2 separate regions of the Canis lupus genome follow, and region 2 is linked to region 1. A link is a contact called in public Hi-C data. All regions are on one chromosome and are shown on one strand. Each heading gives the region's core, a stretch centred on a gene start, on an enhancer-like site or on the middle of the called end of the contact. The rest is flanking DNA. Distances are from core to core; before and after follow the strand shown. Region 1 overlaps CCR7 (C-C chemokine receptor type 7). Region 2 has its middle 8.7 kb from the start of RARA.

Region 1 (2,700 bases), core at 80-2,579:
GAGAGAGAGAGAAAGCATGAGTTAGGGGAATAGCAGAGGGAAAGGGAGCAGACTCTCCCCTGAGCAGAGAGTCTAATGAGGGGCTTGATCCCAGGACCCGGGGCTCAACCTGAGCCAAAGGCAGATGCTTAACCAACTGAGCCACCCGGACACCCCACCATATTTCTTTTCTTTGTATCTCATTTTCCTGGACTCAATAGCAAGAACAGGGACTATTTATGGGGGCAAGGGGAGATGCTCCTTAAGGACCTGGTCACAGGACAGGAGGGATGGTGCTTGCCATAGCAGAGCTAGATGGTCTGGGATGGGGGTAGCATATGCCAGGGTGGGCGTGTAGGGGAATACAGAAGAGTGCAGGAGGTCTCTAGGAAGAGCTCTGAATGGAGCTCGGGAACCTGGGTTCAAGTTCTATCATGGCCAAGAACTCCTAAGAGACCTCAGGTGAGTAATTTACCTCTCTGAGCCTCAGTTGACTTACCTGTACAACTGGTGGAATGTGACCTGACTAATCTTCCAGCTGTCCTTCAACTTGATTTATAAGTTGTAGGGAAATGGGGCTAGGTAATTGAATTTGGTTTCCTTGTGGTTAGCAACTTTTTTTTTTTTTTTTTTAGCTATCATGTATTAAACATTTCTTAATGATTATCCACAACACAACACTTCCATAAGGATTTCTAAGCATTTTACATATATGTATTTATTTGCTCCTCACAACAGTCCTAGGAGGTAGGTGCTATGATTTTCCCCATCACACAGATTAGGAAACTGAAACACAGAGAGACTAAGTAAGGAGCCCAAGTAGCGCAGCTGAAATTCAAACCAGGCAGTCTGGCCGCAGAGCCCGTGCTCCTCATCACCACATTCAATATTCCAGGCACCAGGCTAGACGTTTGCCAAATCCTCTCCATTTTGCAGTTGAGAAATCTGAGACTCAGAGCAGTTGAGCAACAGCTGAAGGTCACACAGCTGGGAAGCAATAGAGATGAGGTTCACAGTCAGCCAGGCTTCCGAGCATCTGCTCTCCCTCATCCACCTCTCATCCATCCTGCCAGATCCTTAGGCCCCCCAAGGCAAGTTTATTCAGTATCCTTATATTGCAATATCTCTTCAAGCAAGTCAGTTCCTTCTTCTGGGCCTCAGTTTCCCCATCTAGAGAATGATTGGGTTGGACCAGCTAATCTTTGAGGTCCCTCGCAGCTCTGTGAATCCACGATTCTTGAGGTTCAGTGCTTCTGGCTGGAAGGACAGACTTGTCTTGGGGCTGCATCCAGGGAGGCTGGGGATGGGAAACAGGGGGAGCTGCAAGAGGGGAGGAGGAGCTTTGGGGCCATGAGCCCAGGAAGATGGGGCAGTTGTATGAAACAGATGAGACAGAGAGAGAGAGAGAGAGAGAGAGAGAGAGAGAAGCCCTGGGTGAGGGGGCTCCCCAGTGAGTCTGTTCCTTCCTCCTAGGGGTCCTCCCTAAGTTCAGGGGAGACACATGAGAGCACTGGGCAAGGGAGCAGTGGCCAGGCCAGCAAGGAGCCGAGATAGAGCAGTTTGGGGAATTAACATTGCTGGGGTTTTGCTGTCTTTGTAAATATTCAGAGATGTCCAATTACTTTAGAAAAATGTATTTGAAGCCGAGATGGCGTGTTTGTGCGGTTGGCCTGGCTTCCTGTTCATGAGCATTCCTTTGAATTCCTCCATTCAGGAGCTGAGGATCGGTTTCCTGCCTGTACTGCATTAGGATGTGTACACCAGTGGGCCCAGTGCTTCTGTGCTCCTCTCGGGGACCCCTCTCACCCCACATATGTGCACACACAATCACCACTGCACCTTTTAACATTCGATGCTATTGCAACAGGCACTGCTCCACGCTGGCTGCGCCTGTGCTGGCTTCGCTTCCCCTGGGGTGTCTTGGCTAACAAATAATGCCCAGTGCATCCTGTGGAGGAGGGCAGTGTCATGTGCTTATTGTGAAATTAGAGAATGGGCTTCATCACCAGGCAAGCTCTCTTCACTTTGGAAAATTGATGGAATCACCTTTGCATGAGTGTCCCCACCCACCTCCCCCTGCCAGGCCCCCAGCTCTTGCTGTGCTGGGCCCTTCAGACAGCTCCTCATGCATCACAGCCTGGGCTAACCTCCTCTCTAGCTTGGGGGCATCAGAGCACCCTGATAGGACATGGATATGGGCAGGGGGTAGTGGCTGTCCCTTGATCCCCACTCCTCCACCATGGGTACATGGGCTGCTGCTGCAATAGGGATCAGGAGGGTGGGTCGTGGATGACCCTGGCTTTCAAGCTTCCAGCAAAAGGTGCAGCCTATCACATGGGTGCCATCTCAAGCCTCCTTCATCCAGCACGCTGTGGTCTGCGTGCCCAGGGGGAGGCCTTCCCTCTAAACAACCAGGGAACTTGAAGGAAATGACAAAGCATCAGGGGCTCTGGTTTCAGACCGAGCAGGGACAGACGAGTAGACCAGTGAGTGTATGTTGCTAAAGGTCAGGGAGAGCTCCTAGCCATCGAGGTTATGGGGAAAACTTGGTTCTTTCCAAAGCTCAGCTCAGACCCATGTCTCTGGGTCACTGCTGCTGGCACAGGCTTGGGGCCTCTCCCACAAATTCTGGAAGGGCATTTGCAAGATGGGCACCCTGGGCTTCCCCTCCCGCTGCCTCTTTCGAGCCTCTTGGGCCTGTGTTGTTGGACAGGCTTGGAG
Region 2 (2,737 bases), core at 150-2,649, 210 kb before region 1:
CCTTTCCCTGGCCCACCAACCCCAAATCCCAATGCCTCGTTTTGAGCCACTGAGAAGATCACCTATTCTAAATTGGATCCGTAACCTTGAAGTTGATCTAATTGTGCTAAGAGGCCCCTCTGCCCCCTATATTTATCCCCCATGGTACCTGTGATAAATATTCTCTTTCTTTACCGTATTCATTCTGGTAAAGTTTCAGGAGATCCTATTAAGGGCTGGGTAGTGGCATCAGGTGACCTCTCGGTTCTGCATCTCATTCATTCTTCCACTGACAATTGCCATTTCTGGTGAGGGTTGTAACCCAAAGTCCCCCAGCCCCACTTGCTCACGCTCTCACCTGTATGTACATGTCTGCCCACTTTGACACACCCCCGGGTACACACAACTGGCGCTGCCACCGGGGTATGAAACTCTATCAGCTTCCAACTGCCACCCTGTTACTTCCGCGGCACAGGGTGGTGTGGGGATCGCCCCCTCCTCCCCTGGGGGCCTCCTAGGTATTTGGGAATAGTGGGGAGGGGTCCCTGGACGTGCCCTATGAGGGTCATGGGGTGAATGCCTCTATCCCCAAATTCTCAATGGCTCAGTGGCTTAGCAGGAGTGATAAGGAAGGAAATCTTAACCCCCATCTTCAGCATCAAAGCCCAAATCATCTGCTGGGGACAGGCAGGAAGACATGTCTTTTTCCTCTTGTCAAATATTATCCTACCCTTATGCCTGTGCTGTGCATTTGAGACTGAGCACTGTTCCGGTCCCCAGCCCATGACTCAGATCGCCGCCTTTCTCCCAGTGAGTTCCTTCAGCCCCATCAGTCAGCTCTGCACCCGCTGACCCAGGCAGGGCTGGGGGAAGAGGGCGGGAGAGCCTCCTGTTTGGAGAGTGGGCTTTAGGACCCAACGGGAACCCGAGCCTCTTGCAGCAGCCTAACCCAGAAGCAGGGGGGAATCCTGAATCGAGCTGAGAGGGCTTCCCCGGTTCTCCTGGGAACCCCATCGCCCCCCTGCCAGCACGCACCTGAGCAGGTAGGACCGTGCGCACCCCTTCCCAATTCCCCCTCGGCCGCCTTCCGCCGGGCTTCCCAGCTGCTGATGGGGTCGTTTCCCTCTCGCCAGTTCAGGCTTTCCCCATCCCTCCTCCCCCACTGCTCACTGTGGTCCTGGGAGGTGGGAGCCTGGGAACACTGGGGTGTCTGAGAGCTCGGAGCCCTCGCACCCTACAGCGCCCTTCCTGCGCTGCCCCCCCGCCCCCCCGTCTCGGCGCTGCCCGATCTCAGGCTAAGAATGGAAAGTGGAAGGGGGAGGTCTGCCCAGGCCCCACGCCCTTGCACCCTCCTTTGCAGTATTGCTTAATCCCCCTTCCCCCACCTCACCTCGACGGGAGAATTGGCGGTGACGGGCGGATAGCGGAGGGAGCGGGAGAGGGACGGGAGCCTCCGGGGGATTTCTCTCCGGCTTCCTCCCGGCCTCCCCGCCCCAAGAGCTTGGGACTTGGGCATCCCCCAGCTCCCTACTCACCTTCTAGGGGACCCGATGCCCCTTTCCGGGCTCATCTCACACTTGGGTGCTAAAGGCTTTGCTGGAGGGTAGTGGAGGTTGTGAGTGCGTTTTGGTGACCTGTTCCTCTAGGGAAAGTTCTTTCAGCTTGGAGCCCCCATCTCTGCCAACACCTTGGCACCTATTGCAAGAAACACCCCCCCACCCCCGTGTGTGTGTGTGTGTGTGTGTGTGTGTGTGTGTGTGTGTAGACCTTGTGGTTTTAAGATCTATAAGCTTCTGATAAAGGTGGCTGTGTGCATCGACGACAGGGAGAGATCCCAGAGTGTGGCCCAGGCCAGCACAGACTCAGCCCAGATGGCTGGGGAAGGGGGTGTGGACCAGATCAGGGAGGCCACCCAGCCATGCCAGCTCCCTGGGTTTCTCGGCTTTCAGAGCCTCAGGCTCCTGGTGTTACCCCCAGGCTTCTCCCCTCCTACAGGCTCCCTGGGAAAGGGCTGAATGGCACCTACTGTTTACAGTGGCTTATTTTTCCCTCTAGTTGGGGGCTGACAAAGCCTGCTCTCTGAAGATCTAGGGCATCTCATTCTGGCTTAGTGGGTTTGCAGGAGGGATGTATGACTTGTCTGAGTAACTGTGAATGTGTGTGTGTACTGCCTCTGAGCGTAGCCGACTGGGGAAGAATGATAGGAAAGGCTGGTCACACTTTGGGGGAAGCCCTGTAGCTCTCTGTGGGGTGGAGTGGGTGGCGTGTCCCCATCTGGTAACTCTATCGAGGTGTGGGGTATGCTTTGCATTTCTCCGTGACTCCCTGGCTCCCGGAAGGTTTGGTTTTGGAGGAAAGGGTGGATAATGGAGTGACTTCAGACTTAGTTCTGCTCTAGACTCAGGAAGCAGAGATTCTGAGTGTGAGCATGTCTATGCATTTATACTGAAGGCTCAGTTTCTTTCTTTTCTTCTTCTTCTTCTTTTTTTTTTTTTTATTGTTGTTTTGGTGAGACAGGAGCATTTATTTCAGTGAGGCCAACACCAGGAAGACAGCCGACTTAGTTTCTTCATTTGTAAAAAATGGCTATCGGTAGCAAGCCCCACTCGCTTGAGAGGGACACCTCTATAAAGACCCCAGAGGATAGTGTGCTGGGCAGCCTGGTGCAAATAGTAGTTATGGCTGGGGTGGGGGATGGGGGTTCTCAGACAGGATTCTCTTCCTAAATCTAGGTCACCCTCTCTGCCTTGGCTCCCCC

What was found. Hi-C and Micro-C count contacts between places; a contact is called where the count stands out from the background.
Region 2: a Hi-C map of skin fibroblasts shows a contact between it and region 1, with 2.5 times the contacts expected there. The contact joins two enhancer-like sites. A contact is called at or near these places in 2 of 9 Hi-C or Micro-C datasets (amygdala and skin fibroblasts).

What each region holds. Positions count from the first base shown.
Region 1 is chr9:22,041,445-22,044,144 of UU_Cfam_GSD_1.0, reverse strand. It overlaps CCR7 (C-C chemokine receptor type 7), which reads right to left. Exons shown (of 3, transcript XM_038547377.1): 3 at 666-2,700. Among named protein-coding and RNA genes, the nearest start is that of CCR7, 23 kb to the right of the region's middle. Within about 2 kb of position 1,329, at least 4 of the 20 cell types and tissues checked have an H3K27ac peak or open chromatin away from gene starts, as enhancers often do.
Region 2 is chr9:22,246,978-22,249,714 of UU_Cfam_GSD_1.0, reverse strand. No RefSeq gene overlaps it. Among named protein-coding and RNA genes, the nearest start is that of RARA, 8.7 kb to the right of the region's middle. Within about 2 kb of position 1,399, at least 9 of the 20 cell types and tissues checked have an H3K27ac peak or open chromatin away from gene starts, as enhancers often do.